Regions from separate parts of the Muntiacus reevesi genome. Here region 1 is linked to region 2. The links are chromatin contacts, called in public Hi-C maps. All regions are on one chromosome and are shown on one strand. Each heading gives the region's core, a stretch centred on a gene start, on an enhancer-like site or on the middle of the called end of the contact. The rest is flanking DNA. Distances are from core to core; before and after follow the strand shown.

Region 1 (6,707 bases), core at 2,159-4,658, 1.0 Mb before region 2:
AGAAGCCGAGGCTAGACCTATGTTCTGAAGCTCCAGCGGGATAACAGTTTTGTGTTGTTTTCATGTTTTTAGTTTCCATTTCCATCCATTATATTTATTTCTACTCTCCAAAGTGGAAACATTTGAAAACAAAAGTTTTCAAATTAAAAGTGGTTTTCTGGGATTCCCACAGCCTCCAACTAGCTCACAACAGGCATTAATTTGTCACAGTAATTGTCAGCATGGCTTTCTTTTTGGTGTGACTACCCAGATGCTTCTTTAATCTTATTTCATTCCATGAATTCATTTAGTACACATTGGTTTAGGGACTCCAATATGTAAGTCACTGTACTAAATGCTAGATGCTTTAGGACAAGAGAAAGTTTATATTAAGAACCCTTCCATGTATTCTCCTATGAAGTTCTTTATAAGTTAAGTAACTACTTCACTGTAGAAGGCTCTTGACAGTCCCTCAGACAGCAAGATGATCAAACCAGTCAATCCTGAGGGAAATCAACCCTGAATACTCACTGAAAGTCGGACTGATACTGAAACTGAAGCTCCAATACTTCGGCCACCTGATGTGAAGAGCTGACTCACTGGAAAGGACCCTGATGCTGGGAGGGATTGGGGGCAGGCGGAGAAGGGGACGACAGAGGATGAGATGGTTGGAGGGCATCACCGACTTGATGGACTTGAGTTTGAGCAAGCTCTGGGAGATGGTGATGGACAGGGAAGCCTGGCATGCTGCAGTCCATGGGGTCGCAAAGAGTCAAACATGGCTGAGACTGAACAACAGCTACTACTTCACAGGCAGTGGTGAACACTTTAAACAATTATCTCTTCTTACTCCTCACAATATTCTAGTATTATCACCACTTTACTGACTCAGAAAAAAAAAAAAAAAAAGCCATTTGCCAAAGGCCACAGTTAGCCAGAATTTGAACTCAGCTCAGCTAGGCCCTACCACTTCATGATATAAAATCCTTCCAGTGCACTGGTTTAGCTTCTGTTCCCAGCTTTGGTCTTCCAAGTAAAGTTTTTTGCAGCTCAACACAAAGATCTTTCCTATTATTTAAACTGTTCTTCATCTGCTTCTTTTTTGACATCTGTCATGGGTTGAATTCTGTCCCCACAAAATACATAGGTCAAAGTCCCAACCCCAGCACCCCATATCAAGACTTTATATATAGAATTATTCTATATATAATTAATTTGGACACAGAGACAGATATGCACACAGGGAGAACATCATGTGGATTGGAGTTATGCTGTCAGAAACAAAGGAACATCAAGATTGCTGGCAAACCTCAGAAGTTAAGAGAAAGGCATTGACCAGATTCCCCCACTTAGTAGTAACCAGTCCTGCTGATACCTTGATTTCAAACTTCCTGTCTTCAAAACTATGAGAAAATAACTTTGTTGTTTAAGCTAACAGTTTGCCATACTTTGTTAAGGCAGCCCTAGCAAACTAATACATCTACACTTAGATGATTCAGAAACTCAGATTTCTACTGCTGTCTCTTTTTCTGCCTGACACTGCAATATTCCTTTTCTCTATGTGCCTTTTTACATGATGAAGGCAGAACCAGTGGTATCATTGCCAAATGTGAGATGTCAGGAGTTATCTTTGAAATCTTGACCTCCCTCCCACATTTGGGCAATCATCCAAATGGCTGAAGGGTTAGAAGCATCAGCTTTGAAGTCAACTGGGCTCAAATACCAGTTGCCACATTTACTAGCTGGGTAGCTTGGGAACTCCTTATGCCTAAGTTTCTTTCCCTATTAAAAGGGCTAACCCCACCACTACCACATGAAGTTTCAATGATACTTAAGGGAGAAAATATAATAATTAGTACATAAACTGACATCTAAACAAAATTACCTATTATCATTGTTTCTAAAACACACAAACTTTAGAATTTATTTTTCATAGGTATTTCAGACACATATTTGTGTACATTATTCAAGCCAGTTATAATCTGCCAGTATGAGTGTCTTTAGCTATTAACTCCCCTGAGGCCTTCAGGTGTTACCAACTTTGGCTCAAATCTTAATCTCACCACAGATATGAGAGCAGCAGGAATAAATATACTCATCTTTATAAACTGTCCCCCTCCCCCAAAAGCTCAATAATTAAGTGAATAAGTGAACAATTTTTTAGGATGAGCTATGGGTGGAAATAAGTAGGTTCAACGTTTATACAACAAAGCTTGAAAGTTAATACTGAACAACATGGATTAAAATTCCAGTATATCACTATTCTGGCTAACTCTATCTCACACTCTGAACATGTTAGTCATTTTTTTTTTTTCCACAGTACTCAAGAATTTAATGTTATCTGTTTGTTCTTCGTTGTTCGCTAAATGCATTGATGCTAGCACCTATCAAACGCTTAATAACTGCTGTCTGGGTTACTTGTCAGAAGAGGAATTTAGAACACAAGAAAAAGGACTGTACTGATGACATCAGGCTGTAGTTCACGTATTAGCGTTGGAGGTGCCGGTGGGGGAATGGTCAGTCAACGCAAAATTCAGAATATTTCTTTCCGAGAAAGTCAAAGTTAAAACTGACTTCTCAGAGAAGATTCCACTAACTCCGCCAGTCCGGGAAGGCGAAATTAACGCCGGATTTCTCAAAGACTACGTTTCCATCTCTGTGTTCCCAGACCCCGTCCCTATGTTTGGTACACTGTGTTTCAAATGCACCTGCTGAATCCTGATTTGGGCGGGATTACGAATCCACGGGGCAATTTAGTGTTAAAAAAAACCCAAAAAGCCAAAACCCCAAATCCTAAAAACAAAACCCCCCAAACCAAAACTTCTTTTACAACCAACTACATTAGGAAACCGTAACCAATCACTAGGCTGGCCAGGGGTTTTTCACTTAACACTGGTCAGGACAGTGGAATTTGCGATGTGCTTCAGAAGCTGCTTCAGAAGCAGCGAAAACGTGTTGGCTGTCGTTTCAGAAAAACACGCAGACACACACGCACGCGCGCGATCACCCACAGACTGACAAATTCACGAACATTCAGAGTGACTCAGAAAGGAAGCGAGAGAGGGTGCCGCTCGGGGAGGACCAGTTAGCGAGTCGACAGGAAATTACACCTTGGGCGTAGAAAGGGTTAAAATTAGTTTTCCGCCTCAGCCGGGGCTGCAGGGGCTCCCGGAGCTTGACAGGATCGCGCGGACAGGAGCGCCTGGCCCTTCTCGCGCTCCGTAGAGGCTCTCGGGGCCTCTGCAGGCCTCGCCTCCGGCGGAAATGACGTTAAGAAGCTGCCCGCGTTAGTGCCTGTTTCGTGAGCCAATGACCGGCCGCGCAGAGTCAGAAAGTTAGCAGGAGTCCTGTCTCAGGACCGCCTCAATCCGGAAACAGAAATTCTCCAGGCCCGGCATTGCCAGAGCCAGCTCTTCCATAGAAGGGAGTGCGCGTGCGCCCAGGGGTCCTGGGAAACCCTTAAATACCGTCATGCGGGCGCGTTCGTTCTCTTTCCCTGCCGCCGCGGAGCCGCGCGGAGGCGGAGGCTCGGGGTGAGTTAGGCAAAGTAGAGGTGTTGGTTATGCAGCGTGGCTGCATTTTACTTTGAGTTGGCGTTGAGTATGTGGGGCTAATCGGGGTCGTTTCTTTACCTAACTTATCGCTGTTTGTTTTGCAGTGCATTCAAGATTCGGCTCCACCCGTAACCCACCGCCATGGCCGAGGAAGGGTGAGCCTAGGGCTGGGTGGTCGGGGGGGCAAGGCGTGGGCCTGGACCCGGTAGCGTGGTTTCTAGTTGTGCCGTCGAGTCGTAAGCGCGTCTGGCTTACCTTGCTGATGACTGCCGTATCCAAGGCGTTAGATGGTGGGCGAGAATTAAAAATTTAAATTTCTGTTTTTTAGCATTGCTGCTGGAGGTGTAATGGACGTTAATACTGCTCTGCAAGAGGTTCTGAAGACCGCCCTCATCCACGATGGCTTAGCACGTGGAATTCGCGAAGCCGCGAAAGCTTTAGACAAGTACGTGTATCAGTCTCAATACTGTGGGGTGTTGGAACCGGAACAAAACTGCAGCCGAGGGAAGAAAGCGTGAAGTTTCATGGTGTTAGCACAAAAGTTCTGAATGACATCCGTTCTACAGGAAACATAGGAAAAGGTATCAATTCAGAACTCTGATGGCCCGCTGAGTGTGTGGGTTTTGAATGGGGATGAACGTTTGATTCTTGAAGTAAAACTACAGTGTTTGAATGATGACTTAAGTTGTCGGATACCCCTTCACTCCTTCTATGAGTGAAATCTCATAGTCTGACAAACCTGTAGCTTTGGGGGCTAATTTAATTTCACTGTTCGTTATGGAAGAGATGGGAACCTTCATTTTGCACTTTGGAGACTTAAACCACTAAAGTACTGTGGCAGAAACATGTAGATTTAGCATGAAGTTAGTAAGAGCAGCAGCTGTAGAGGTCAGTGTGGGTGAGAAATACTTGTAAATTTACTCAGTGAGGTCTTTGGGGTGGTTAAAACAGTTGCTATAGGTGAAACTTAGAATTTTACAAGTTATTGAAGATTAGGTGGTGGTTCTATCGATGGAAGTAAAGAAATATATGCTTTCTGGCAGCTATGTCAAACTGAAGTTGTGTTCTCCAATGCCTGGTTAGATTTTTGCCAGTATCCAGTGCAAAGATAATTCTCTTACAGATTGCAGGTAGATTTAGACCCAGATTTCAGCTTCTGCTGTTGGATTTTGCATTTCAGGCGCCAGGCCCATCTGTGTGTGCTCGCATCCAACTGTGATGAGCCCATGTATGTCAAGTTGGTGGAGGCCCTTTGTGCTGAGCATCAGATCAACCTGATTAAGGTAAGTTACTCCTTGGATTTAGCTTTTGTGAGAGCCAAATTAGCTTATTGTAAATTAGGCCAGTTACAGACCTGTGTCCACATAAAGGCTATCCATAATGATTTTTGTCATACCAGAGAAAGTTTGTAAAGACCTCTCTTCTGCAGGTCTGAAAAGCATCACAAACTTGGCATTTGTTGGCTATGCTAAAGCTAGTTGGGGAAGCAGTTTTATTCCTGCAGATTTAAATGCTGGTTTTACGTCGATGCAGAATAACCTGCGTTAGGGTATTGATAGGTTTCTTGGGGCTGTACATGATGACAACTGGCTCCCTCTACTGAACCGCGGTGAGGAAACTGCCATGTCACCCTATCTGACTCCAGCCACCTTTAATCTAGTGTATTGTCAGTAGTATTAGTGCCTACTAGTGTGGTGATTTATTTTCGTTATTATTCCCCTAACAGGTTGATGACAACAAGAAACTAGGGGAATGGGTAGGCCTCTGTAAAATTGACAGAGAGGGAAAACCCCGTAAAGTGGTTGGTTGCAGTTGTGTGGTAGTTAAGGTAAGTTGATATTTATGTCTGGGATAAATGTACTGGGTAACCATGCTTAACACGGGATATGTATTAATGTATATTGGGATTTTACATTACCATGCAAAACTTTTAGAGCTTAAAAGTGATCGAGGGTTCATTTACAAACTATGACTATTATATTTTGTGGTTATATTTTTGTCCCATCCTTGTGTATATTACAAGCACAAACATGTCATGGTAAAATTGTCAGAAACGACACGTGGAATTTTGTGTGAATTTTTGGATGAGTTTTAGGTAGCTACCTTCTGTTCAAGTGACATTAGTGTCTCAGAGATGATTGTTTTTCAGTGTGTTAGTCATGCAGTCGTATCTGACTCTGTGACCCCATGGACTGTAGCCCACCAGGCTCCTCTGTCCATGGAATTCTCCAGGCAAGAATACTGGAGTGGCTAGCCATTCCCTTTCGGGGGTAATCCTGACCCAGGGATCAAACCCGGGTCTTCCGTGTCACGGTCAGATTCAAAACAAGCAACAACATCTTAGAGGTTGATTCTGATATTGAAAATGAAAATCATGGTGCTGGATAATACAATTGTATCAGATATAAATATTGAATGTAATAGTCTTCAGAGTGTAAATGAAATAACAATTTTTGGTCAGGCCACAGGCATTAGTTTCAGCAAAAATCTCCTGGTCAATAATGAGTTAACCCTGTAATGAGTCAAAAATCACTTAAAAGCAAATGTGTAATTCTCAACAGATGTAGAGTCTTTCTTACAGGAAAAGGAAATAAGCCATAATTAAGCCAGCCAAAGAATCTGCTTACCTGAATGTGTTTCTGCAGAAATTTAGAAAATGCTGGCAATAGGAAAGCCATGTTACGAGCCTTAAAGACATTGAGGTCATTAAGGTCCCTGAAAATGGCTACAAGGCATTAAAATGGTGGGGAATACTTCATAAGATGTGCTGTTTTGTTTGTTTTTTTTTAAAGCTTCACTGTTACTAGTAGTGCTAACAACTTGGGAGTTTGTAAATTTTAGTAAAATCACATTTGTTTTTTAGGACTATGGCAAAGAATCTCAGGCCAAGGATGTCATCGAGGAGTACTTCAAATGCAAGAAATGATGAAATAAACTGAGCTCTTGTTTTTCATCTCTGGCTTTTTATTTGGGGCAGTAAAATTAAAGTCTGTGTTAATGAAGGACAAAAGATTCATTGCAAAATAACTGGATGCATCTTGTTTGTCCTGTTTTCTAAGGGAAAACATTTTTCCCAACCAATAAGTAATATCAGTTGGCAAGTAGCAGAGCCCAAGTGAAGATAGGCTTGGTGATGGTCAGGGTTTTCTTGGATGGATATTTATGACTGATAAG
Region 2 (6,656 bases), core at 2,584-5,083:
TCTGGCAGAAAGGACTCCTCTTAACAATGCTGTTTAAGTACCATTCCACTACCACTTGTCTCTTCAGAAAGGCTATGCTGAACAGTTTTTCTATACCAAAGCACTAAGGGAGATAAGTCAACATATTCCAATAGCCTGATTTTTTTTTAGCCAAGTTCATAAAACTGGAGCCTTTAATGGGCATAACTATGGTAAATGATCAGATTTGTTACCAACCCAACACAAATGTTTCTATAAATGCAAAGTTGCATGTTTAGATGCAACAGTAATGTCAGATTACTGAAAATTTCAAAATGTTCCTCTTGATTTCTATACCTATTTCATTGCTGATCAGTACATTTTACCCATGGGCTTTTGCTTTTATATCACATTTTAAGCAGTATTTATACAGCTTATAAAGCTTACTGTTTTACCAACCTAAATGTCAATTTCTGTATTAATCAAGAGTCTTGGTTTGGCACAATGAGGTACCATCTTACGCCAGTCAGAATGGCTGCCATCAAAAAGTCTACAAACAATAAATGCAATGCTGGAGAGGGTGTGGATTAAAAAGGAACCCTCTTACACTGTTGGTGGGAATGCAAACTAGTACAGCCACTATGGAGAACAGTGTGGAGATTGTTTAAAAAACTGGAAATAGAACTGCCATATGACCCAGCAATGCCACTGCTGGGCATACACACCAAGGAAACCAGAACTGAAAGAGACATGTGTACCCCAGTGTTCATCGCAGCACTGTTTACAATAGCCAGCACATGGAAGCAATCTAGATGCCCATCGACAGACAAATGGATAAGAAAGCTGTGGTATGTATGCACAATGGAATATTACTCAGCTATTTAAAAGAATGCATTTGAGTCAGTTCTAACGAGGTGAATGAAACTGGAGCCTATTATACAGAGCAAAGTGAGTCAGAAAGAAAAACACCAATACAGTATATTGACACATATAGGTGGAATTTAGAAAGATGGTAACAATGACCCTATATGGAAGACAACAAAAGAGACACAGATGTAAAGAACAGACTTTTGGACTCTGTGGGAGAAGGTGAGGGTGGGATGATTTGCAAGAATAGCATTGAAACAAGTATATTATTTGTGAAACAGGTCGCCAGTCCAGGTTCGATGCATGAGACAGGGTGCTCAGGGCTGGTGCACTGGGATGACCCAGAGGGATGGGATGGGGAGGGAGGCGGGAGGGGGGTTCAGGATGGGGAACACATGCAAATCCATGGCAGATTCACGTCAATGTATGGCAAAAACCACCACAATATTGTAAAGTAATTAGCCTCCAATTAAAATAAATAAATAAATAATATATATTAAAAAAAGAGTCTTGGTTTGGAACATATATTGTATATTCTAACTTTTCCTGGCACCTGGATAATAAATAATATTATAGCCTTACCTGGATCTTGACTAATGGAAATGGAGCACATGATAAGACTAGTGAAGCCCATGGGCTTTATCTCATCTTCTTTCATCTTGAAATGAATTCCTTGGTCAGTAGAATGGTGTTTCAGCTAAAGCATTCAACAAGTCTATGGAGAATGGTCATTGTTGTTTAGTCACTAACTAAACAACTGTCCAGGTTCAGCTGTTTTCAATCCCATGGTCTGTAGCCCACCAGGCTCCTCTGTCCATGAGATTTTCCAGGCAAGAATACTGTAATGGGCTGCCATTTTCTTCTCAATAGAGAATGGTGCCTGCTGTAAAATCAAACCCAATTCCAGAATGAGGAAATACTATGATGAGGCAAACTGCTGACCTGTCTGTGACAAAAGGGGGGTCCAAAGCAGCTGACATGCTTGATACCAGCTATACTGCTGGTCTCCTGTAAGGAAGGTGACACGTAAAGACCTTAGTCACTGTTACTGTAAAGCTGACTTATCCACAGTGGCAGTGATCATTGGAATAGAGCCTTTCTCCTGCCATTTCCTTGGCAAATCAGACCACGCCACTCTACCACTTAAAACCTTTCACTTCCCTCAGCATTTGAAAGAAAATCCAAATTCATGGCCTGCAAGGCACTGAAGGGTCAAGCCTTAGTTTCTTGTCAACTTCGCCTCAAGTCCGCTGCCCCTTGCACTGATCATGATGCCCCATCCAGGCTACTATTCCCACACAGACAGCTCTAGCCTGTCTTGTTCCCTCTGCCAGGTACACGGTGGAGCCCTTTCATTCCCATTCAGGTAACAGCTGAAAGGTTACCTCCTGAAAGTCATCTCCACACTACTCCACAGACATGACTCTCTAACCCAGCCTCTTGCTTGCTGTCTTCATTACACCTAACACAAGCTATAATTGTTTAATACTGTTCAGAGAATAAATGAGTATAGAAACTGAAACAGATCAAAGTTCCATAATTCTACAGTGCCTTTAAATGCTCACATATTTTACTGAATATTCAAAGTGGGAAGGAAAAGATCTATAGGCATCCTTGAAGACCCCATAAGTAGTGAAATACTCGAATGGTTGCCTACTCCCCAACCCCTCAGAAGTCAGCCCATCATTTTCAAAAAGGACTGTGGTATTAGCACGATTCATGCCATATGCACACCAACCAGAGGCCAGGTATTCATGAGCCCCTTAGGGCCTTTTATTAAATTAGAGCTGCCCACTGGCCTCATTCAGGGAGAGGCTTCTAACTGCAGCCCAACTCTGAGCAGAGGCCTGCGCCGGCCGGCCTGGGAATGGGAGTCGGGGGCGCGGCGGGTATCCGCGCCGCTGCTTGGAGCTCCCGGACCGTTAGTCCTGTCTCGCTCTCGCAGGCGGCACGCTTCAAGGGGCCCCCGAGGGGCCCCGAGGGCCCAAGCGCGGCCGTTCAAACTGGCGAAGTGTGCGCCTCTCGGAGTCCCCCGGGTCATTCCAGGACCACTTGGGCGCGGAGCCGCGGAAGGGTCTCAGTCCTCAGGCGCCCGGCTTCGGCTTCCGTGTGAGCAGAGCCGCCGCCGCCCCTGCCCGGCACCCCGGTCCCAGCGTGCAGGCGCCCTCTTCCCTCCTCCCATCCTTCTTGGATCCGGCTACGCGGCTTAAAAGCCTCTCAAGTGTCTCCCGGCTTCCAAGGCAGAGTCCTGACCGCAAACCCAAGTTGAGTATGGAATACCAAACGGACAGGCGACAGAAATGTGACCTAACCCCCCTGCATTATCTATCATCCACCCATCCATCCATCCATCCATCCATCCATCTATCCATTCTTTTACCTATCATATCCTATCACTGAATTTTAGGACTAGGATTAGCATTCCTTCACGAGAGCTTGATCACGTAAATTAACGCGTTTTAACCGAAAAAGCGAAGTCGGACTTTTTCAAGACAGAAAATGTACTCGTCAGAATTAGAAAACAATTTTTAGTTGTTGAGGACCAGCTTCGCTAATTATATTGAATGGTGGACCTTTTCTATGAATTGAATGGGCTAACAGAAGTGGCAAGGTATTGCCCCCCTCCACCCCCATCCCTCAAAATAAAAAACCTAAAGTCCGTTTATATTACACTGTATGCCAGAAATGACGTACTCATGTGTAACTACTAGCTAAAAATATACAAGGGATGCACAGTTTTTTCGAAATCTTTCCAAGCGGTTATCAAGCAAAAGAAGTCTAGCCCAGCGCACACCTTTCCCCACGAGCCCCACCCCGTCAAGCCCTTAGGCAGGCCGGGCCGACACGACCCGGACACCAGGAAGGAGGAAGGGAAAGTGGAGGAAGGGGCGGGGGAAAGTGACGGGAGCAGTGAGAGCCGGAAATGACTGGCTAGCGAGGAACTCCGGAGGGCCCTGTCCGGCGGCGCTCTAGCCGCCGCGCGTTGTCTCTATGCTCCCCCGCGTCTGGTCTATTTATTGTCGCGGGGAAGCAGCGGCCGCCCTGTACCCGGAACAACAAAGCACGAAAGACGGAGCCCGAGCCTTGGGGGCTCCTAGCAACCGGCCGGGGCGGGAGTTCCATGGAGACTGGGGAGCGCGCTCGCCTCATCATCATCCTTATCCTCCAGCTTATCCTTCGCGTCCGCCGCAACCGGCAGCAGCGCTGCCGCCGCGTCCTCTGCCGCCGCCCGCTCTTCCCACGGTAACCGGTCGGCGACCCTGGGCGGGGGTAGCGCGGGCTTCGGGGCTGCCCGAGTGCCGGCTGCGGGGCGTCTTGGCGCGGGGCGGGCTTGTGCGGAGCCGCGGCCGTGCTGCTGGTGGAGTGTGCGGGGGCGGATGCCGGGGCGGGGGGGAGAGGACCTCCGATGCGGGAAATTGGTCCAGCGGCCGAGGGAGGGTCCAGCTTTTAGGAGGACGGGGTGATATTTGGGGATCTCGTTTGGGATAACGGAGTGGGGGTGGGGCGTCACTGCCTGGGAACGTTATCCGGAGGAGTGTAGGATAAGAAAAGAGAGATTTTTATTTTCTGGGTTAGCCACCACTGGGAAAGACTGGAGAAGGGAGATTCCCCATCGTTCTCTGTGGAGCCCTCACCCAGGGGAAGAGAGATCGTGCAGAGATGCTAAAGGGGTCCGTTGCTTCCCAGAAAACTTCCTGCGGCTTTGGCCGCGACGGGAACGCTCCCAAATAGCACCTTGGTCGGTTCCTACTTTTGGCAATGCCTGCAACACCTCCCTCCCCTGCCCCCCGCCTTTTTTTTTTTTTTTTTTTTTTTTTTGTAATAGTAGTATTAACCAGAATTAGGCTTGATGAAGGATCTGGAACTGAGGAGGATAAAATGGGTAGGACGTAGGGCTAAGCTAGGTTGAGAACCGGGGTAGGAGCATAATAGCCAGTAAGAAATCTAAAAGCAATTTCTATTGGAAATGACGGTTTTTAAACTCTCTCCTTCTGCCGAGATGTGCTTCTGCGGGCTCTGTCAGTGTGTTCATTGCAATGGGATTCAGACCACAGCCAATCCACGTCTGTGAGCTCTCTGACTGCATCTGTCACCCGCAGTTCTAGAGAGACACTGGCAGTTGACCAGCGTGGGCTTGTGTATTTAGGGTTAAGGAGAGTGACTTAAAATTGGCTCAAGGAAAGAAAAGGAAACAAGCTTGGTGCGATTTTTTGTTTGCAGAAAGAATGACATTTTCCCTGGGAAAATTGGAAAAGAGAAATATGAGAAGGTTTAGCTATTCTAGCATAATCTGCAGTCTTTTGGGAAGTTTGAGAAAATGACAGTTAAATCGAAAAAGGACTTTTGTCATCACTCTGTAGTTGGAAGAATTATTCGCAGCTGATATGTTGCTTACCAGTTTGTGCCATCTCTTTAGGCCGTAGGCCTCTGTTTAATGGTTTTATGCTTCCCAAACCTTTCTAGGTCAGTAAATGAGGTTTTCTTGTGGCGTACTGAAATGGCCATATATGCATGCTACAGTAATATTATTTTTGTGTCCAGGGGGAACAAAGCTCTTTAGTTGAAGATTAAAGATGAAAAGAAAATTGATAAATCACAGAAGCAATGATGTCAACCACGGTTTCTGTTTGTCCCTTAATTTTTTTCCCCTCTTACTTTTCACCTAAGTCTGACTTGTCTTAAACAAAAACGTTTCATCCCGCTCCCCCAAACCCCTGCTTTGGTACTCTGCCCTCACAATCAGTCTCCGAGACTGTTATGATCTGCTGCTCTGTGCTGTTGATTGGTTGATGTCAGAATCGAGTTTTTGACTCGGGTATTTTCAAGGAATTGAGGTGCAGCATCTCTTGTTAAACCAATTTCATATATGTGCAAAGAGGTGGGCAGATACCTTTAACAAAGACGCGAAATACAAATATTGTGTGTGTGTTAAGTTGCCTCAGTCGTGTCTGACTCTTTGCAACCCTTTGGACTGCACCCTGCCAGGCTCCTCTGTCCATGGGATTCTCTAGGCAAGAATACTGGAGTGGGTTGCATGCCCTCCTCCAGAGGATCCTCCCAACCCAGGGATCGAACCTGCATCTTGCATTGGTAGGCAGATTCTTTACAACTGGCACCACCTGGGAAGCCCAGGAAGTATAAACATTGGGAAACTTAAAATTGCATTTTAAACCTCTTGAGAAGAAAAACCTAATATTGTCATCTGTAGATGAGTGAGTCAAGGACTTTGGCTTACTCTCTTGTGTGAGGTTGTGCTGGGGGATGTTCTCTTTTCATGTGAGATTCAGTGAGTTCCCTCTGCCTCAGGGCTGCCGTCACACTCACTTCATGTAGATCTTAATTGCTGCTGCCTCTTTCCTTTACCCCTTCTGTGGTTGAGGAAAAGGATTTAAGCCCAAGCCTTTACCTTTATTAACAGTCCCTGCTCTCCCTGCCCTCTGCTCCAATACTCGCAACATTTCCTGTTGTCTTGGTTCCTCTCTTGACCTAATAATCATGTCCCAATCAAAAATGATTCCTTATACTATTTGTATTATTTCTGTTTCTTAGGGAGTTTCCAACATATATCCTTGGCCTGTGTATCCCTTCCGTTAATGTTACTTTGTCTGTTCCATTTTCCTTCTGTATCCCTCTGCTTATATTGAGAATGGAGTGTTCATGTCAGATGTTCTGTATTCATTCTGAACCAACAACTGTTGGTTGTACAGTATGACAGGTAAGAGCCTTATGCTGAGAATCAAGACTGTACTGAAATAAGGCGTGTAAAAATATTTGAACTTTTAGGAATAAAAGCTGTTACAGAAGTCCAGGTGGTAACTCTGTAATTGAAG

Evidence for each region. A called contact is a pair of places that touch in the nucleus more often than the background predicts.
Region 1: a Hi-C map of muscle shows a contact between it and region 2, with 8 times the contacts expected there. The contact joins the promoter of RPS12 here to the promoter of TBPL1 in region 2. A contact is called at or near these places in 2 of 3 Hi-C or Micro-C datasets (blood and muscle).

Annotation. Positions count from the first base shown.
Region 1 is chr3:187,557,830-187,564,536 of mMunRee1.1, reverse strand. It overlaps RPS12 (ribosomal protein S12), which reads left to right and starts at 3,408. Exons shown (of 6, transcript XM_065927776.1): 1 at 3,408-3,512; 2 at 3,638-3,688; 3 at 3,862-3,978; 4 at 4,714-4,816; 5 at 5,260-5,361; 6 at 6,397-6,486. The coding sequence starts at 3,675. The coding sequence ends at 6,459. LOC136165798 (small nucleolar RNA SNORD101) reads left to right here and starts at 4,200; the gene lies at 4,200-4,272. LOC136165843 (small nucleolar RNA SNORA33) reads left to right here and starts at 6,137; the gene lies at 6,137-6,266. It overlaps LOC136165866 (small nucleolar RNA SNORD100), which reads left to right and starts at 5,103; the gene lies at 5,103-5,179.
Region 2 is chr3:186,520,790-186,527,445 of mMunRee1.1, reverse strand. It overlaps TBPL1 (TATA-box binding protein like 1), which reads left to right and starts at 3,833. Exons shown (of 7, transcript XM_065931315.1): 1 at 3,833-4,068.